2 separate regions of the Xenopus laevis genome follow, and region 1 is linked to region 2. The links are chromatin contacts, called in public Hi-C maps. All regions are on one chromosome and are shown on one strand. Each heading gives the region's core, a stretch centred on a gene start, on an enhancer-like site or on the middle of the called end of the contact. The rest is flanking DNA. Distances are from core to core; before and after follow the strand shown.

Region 1 (2,709 bases), core at 79-2,578, 240 kb after region 2:
GGGCTGGCATACTGTGATTGGGATAAATTATAACCATGTCATAAGTGAAGTGATGTTTAGAAATACGCTTCTTGATAGGCCTACAGACCATTTCTACTCCCAAGGAGCTGCTGACCTGTGAAGGGCATAGCTTGAAATGCAAGCTCCTGAGCCATGGAGGACTCCATGCTGTTGAGGGGCTTTCTGTGGGCTATGTTTTGCATAAAAGGGTTAATTTTGTTTATTTGTGCTGTCGGTAGAAAGCACCAATATGCTTTTGATTAATTTCATCTGTATATATTATAACACTGCACTAAATGTGATATGCAGGTACTGTCGATGAAAATAAAGACAGACTTGCAGGCAGGTAGGACAGCCAATTTCAGGATGTCAGGATCAATAATAACAAAAGTTTTTTTTTTTTAAACTGTAGAGATGTGAAAATATGTAAAAAAAAAAAAAAATGAATGGTATTAGTGTATATATATATATATATATATATATATATGTATATATATATATATGTATATATATATATATATATATATATATATATATATATATATATATATATATATATATATATATGTATATATATATATATATATATATATATATATGTATATATATATATATATATGTATATATATATATATATATATGTATATATATATATATATATGTATATATATATATATATATATGTGTATATATATATATATATATATATATATATATATATATATATATATATATATATATATATATATATATATATATATGTATAAAAGTATAATACAGTAAAAATGTAATATACAGAATATGAACAACACTACAAGGGCAACTATTCGTATCAAAGCCATTTGGAATTGCATTTTTATTTTAATTCAAGGAAAACTAGTCACTTTTGAAGAAGAAGGGTTTTAAAGTCATTAATCCCCCGTTCGTACATCCTCCCAAATCATAGATTTTTTGCAGCCTTTGGCTCTAAAACAACAATAACGTGCTTATTTTTTCCCTCTGTCCTTGATATCAGATTCTCTGTTTCATGTATTATTGTGATATTGTCTGCTGGATGGCAGTGATTATCTAAAACCCTGCAAGCGTGTGGCACAATTTTTGCAGTAGCACAATATTCCACTTCCATACACCCATCCTTAGCATACATTCATTTCAGCACAGATTCATTTCAAATAATTAAGAGATCGGCTAACGGGAGAGGAGGGGGATGGGTCGTGTGAGGCTGTTTCCATGGCAACAACTGGAAAGAGCGAGGGGGCTTCAAAAGCTGGTCAAGAACAACAAATACTCCTGAAGCAGGCACCGCTGTTGGCTGAGCGATAAGAGGAGGGATTAGGGAAATAATGACTGCATGGCCCAGGTTAGGAGCAAAGCTTCCAAGGGGATACGACTCTCTGCATGCAGCTCTTTGTCTGCAAAATCTTCCATCTCCAGAGATTGTACCCAGGGAACAGAAAGCCTTTTATCTCCCGGAGGATGCACCATGTCGCATTCTACCCTCTGTACCAATCACCCTACAGGGATTCACTAGCATCTCTGAATGCTTCATGTACTGATCAGACAGAGAATTAAAGGGAAAATGACCCTGCTCAGACAGACTTGCCTCTCTAAGGAGAGGGAGATAATTATATCTATTTCCTAACAATGCATGTTATTATTATACAAAGGAGTAACACCTCTAAATAGGATGCTAAGATGCCCACACTCACGCAGAGAGAGAGAACATGTAATGTATAGTGCCGCAGCTTAATCACCCCTTGCAAGCGTAGGGGTAACCCTCACTACAGGGAGCTACGAACAGACATTTTATTAATTGAAGTGGAAGTTTCCATGAATCTTGAAAATGATACTGCATGAAGCCGGCTGGACAGACAGGGATGAGACACCAGTCAATTGCATGCAGGCTCCTGTGTGTCATGCTAATACGTTTAGTGGCTGGGTCAGAAATCTGCCTGCACTCTGTCTGTTCTGCGCATCCATCAGTCTGACAGAATCTAAAAAGGAAATAGGGCAGTGCAGGCTTAGTACATGATGCTCTGGGCTGGGTTACTAATTCTAATCAGGGATGCGCTGAGACCGGGATTTGCTCTGGGGTTTGAATGAATCTGAGAATTGTTTTTTTATCTGTTCCTTTTTCATGTTACATTTGGGTAGTTTCCAAACATTTTTACTTACAGATGCTTGCATATATTTTGCTTTAATACAATCCCTGACTCTGTTGAACTACAGCTCCCCATATCCCACTGAAGGTGTAGTCTAGCAATATCTGAGGGTCCTTGGTTGATTATTTTTTCAGAATTAGCATAATGACTTGCTTTGGTATTTTCATCAGATCTGTGGTGGCAGATTTGGTATTGTCCCAAATTAATTTTTTCCCTATGCTTTAATAATGCAAGTTTATGCAAGTGCTATAACTGTACACACATACACACACACGCATAGTTATTTGTTGCCCCAGCAATTTATCACTCAGAGGGAGGGCAACAAAAAATGACCAATTCATGGGAATTGCTGCCAGTGTGCCTGATATCTAGTAAGATGTGTAGAACTCAAGTTTTCAAACGATTGTACTTGTCACTAGACAGGACAAGTTGTGATGGCAGCATTTCTCTACAAATTTCCCATGTGCCTTTACTGTATGCGTATGTTGTCCCCATAGACCAATGGTTACCGAATTGTGGGGCAGGTCCCCTAAGGAATCTTGGAGCA
Region 2 (2,700 bases), core at 39-2,538:
GGCTACAAATGTATTGTTATTGCTACTTTTTATTCCTCAACTTTCCATTCAGGCCCTCTCCTATTTATATTCTAGTCTCTTATTCAAAATGCATGGTTGCTAGGGTAAATTGGACCCTAGAAACCAGATTGCTTTAGTTGCAAACTGGAGAAAAAAATAATGTAAAAACCCACAAATAATAAAACATGAAAATTGTTTCAGAGTATCACTCTCTAAAGCATACTTAACTTCAACTCAAAGGTGAACAACCCCATTAAATATTTACACACAATGTTCACTAAGGTGAAGATTCACTAAAATTTAGTTTCTCTGGAAAATAAAAATTGCTCTTTAGCAAGCATTTCCCATAAATCACCATTATAAGAAAATGTACCCATATTTATTCCACCTCAGAACAGCTTATTTTTGAAAAACAGCAGAATGAAAATTGATTTAGTAAATTGCAGGAAAATTTGACAAAAGAATAATCACACGTAAAAACAGCAAGAAACAATGATTGTTCCTGAACATTTACATGAAGCAAAGTTTTGAAAATGCATCACTTTTTCTAGAAAGCTTGATTTTTATGTTCTAAAATGTCTGTACAGCTTTAAGGTGCTGTTCAGAAATACACGACATCTGAGGCATTGGAATGTAGGTTGTTTTAAACGCTGCTTTCATCTTTATAAAAACAGTAAGAAAGTCAAAATGCCCCTAATTGTCCACTTCTAATATTATTTAATATAAAGTGCCATATCCAAAGCTTACTGGCCTGTGTATGGGACCCTTGGGAGGTCCTGTCTTATTAATATCAGGCTGAAACTCCTGATGGGTCTCCATACAGTCCCATTATGGTTCAGTCTTTGGCCTTGTGACAAAAATATCGGTCAAAACCTGGGTTTAGATTATGGACCCTTAAATCCCAAGCAAGCGTATATGCATTATTGTAGGGTTTGCAATATGTTCATAAGTAATAATTCGATTCAAATGGTATTTTGTCAATGTGAAGGAAATTCTTCATTTCCATGATTGATGCCTTTGTTGCCCCAGCCGAATATTTCTATAATTACACGAGATGTGTCCATTGTCACTGGACTGTGTGTTGGCAATAGGCTCCTGGTCTATATTTATAATAATGCAGCAAGAGAGGAATGCAGGCCTGGGCACAATGCCGACATTAATAATCACAAGCTTTGTTTTTGTCAGCATGTGACCTGGGACCCTTTGTTGCAGTTATCACCTCCCCTGTGTTTCTCATAAACAGAAATATAAACACACACATATAGTGACCTATAAATACTCAGCAGGTAGCAGGGCAGCCTAGGAATCAGTGAGGGCAGAGCTGGTGTTCAGATGGAGAGTGTCAGGAATCAAGCATTGTGCAAAGTTCAAATCCTAAAGGATAACACAGAAATGGATTTCCAGGCTCATCTGGGGGCAGAAAATATATTCCATGCTGCTCTGGAAATTGGAGATCTGAACATTATCCAAATACTAGGAGCCAGGCATGAAAACTGCGCGTTGGAGGTCAAGGGAGGAGAACTGGGGTATCAGGCACAGCCCCCGGCAAGGTTTGGCCTTGCAGGTACTCTGCTTGTTGACTAGCTTGGTGGGATTAGAATACGACAACATAATAGGATTTATTTACTAACATAGGTCTTGAATTGCACACGTAAAGTTTTCAGTAACAACCAACCAACAACTTTGCTTTCATTTTCCAGTTTACATTAGACTGGCCAGGGTTGCAGGATGCCTGTAGGGTTTGGGGCACATGTTTGGGCATAATGGGCTGTGACATGGACAGGTCAGGATCATAGTCAGGTGTGGTATTCAGTTGGTCTTTTTGTAAGTTGGCAGAGTCCACCTGGGCCTGCTGGTACCCCTTGGAGGGAAGTGCCTTGAATTTAACTCATTTGGGGCTCCAGGATTTCTGATGGCACTTTCACTACAGTAGATAAAGAACAGCTGGGTATGTGATATTCTGAGGAATTGTCTGGCATTAGACAGTCCTGAGGAGCTGTGGAATATATTATTGGGTGGAGCCATGTGTGACTGGGAGCAGAATATGTTGAAAATAGGGATATGTTGAACTTGGAGTAGTGCAATGAGCCAAAGTTACATGTTTTAACAAAAATGATCTGTGAGGGCAAATTCATAGTTCATATTCATAGTCATAGAAGTGGAACTGTATATAATCTAATGAGCTAGCATTACCTATGCTTCTGTCCTCATTCAGACTTCTGTCCATACACTCCCCAGTAATACAATGTTTTACACTCTTTGAACATTTGCTTCCCTTATTGCGTTTATTATCTCTAATTTTATCTATTACTACCCCTCAGGTCTGTGGACCCTAGAATATACACAAGAGCTCACCACTCCACTTTGCATCACCAGTGCCCATGGCTACAGTGAATGTGTTCGCTACCTCCTTCATCGCCGCGCTGACCCCAATGCTGCTCCTGGAGGGAGGTCACCCCTACATGAAGCTTGTGCTGGGGGACATGCAGACTGTGTCCAATTACTGTTAGACTATGGAGCCAACCCCAATCAGCTGAGTGATGATGGACTAAGCCCGCTACACTACTGTGACACCCTTGGTTCCTTAAGGTATGAAAAGTGGATCACTGGTAATAATAAAATGTATAATATAAATACAAAAAAAAAAATATATAAAATAAATGAAACTATTTATTAGCAAACCTGGCTCCAACCACCCAA

Evidence for each region. Hi-C and Micro-C count contacts between places; a contact is called where the count stands out from the background.
Region 1: a contact with region 2 is called in a Hi-C map of the XL177 cell line, with 3 times the contacts expected there. The contact joins the enhancer-like site here to the promoter of asb18.L in region 2. A contact is called at or near these places in 2 of 4 Hi-C or Micro-C datasets (the XL177 cell line and the XTC cell line).

Annotation. Positions count from the first base shown.
Region 1 is chr9_10L:83,412,188-83,414,896 of Xenopus_laevis_v10.1, forward strand. All of the region lies in intron 1 of agap1.L (ArfGAP with GTPase domain, ankyrin repeat and PH domain 1 L homeolog), which reads right to left. Among protein-coding and RNA genes, the nearest start is that of agap1.L, 92 kb to the right of the region's middle. Within about 2 kb of position 1,329, at least 1 of the 7 cell types and tissues checked has an H3K27ac peak or open chromatin away from gene starts, as enhancers often do.
Region 2 is chr9_10L:83,173,129-83,175,828 of Xenopus_laevis_v10.1, forward strand. asb18.L (ankyrin repeat and SOCS box protein 18) reads left to right here and starts at 1,289. Exons shown (of 5, transcript XM_018236073.2): 1 at 1,289-1,564; 2 at 2,322-2,589. The coding sequence starts at 1,333.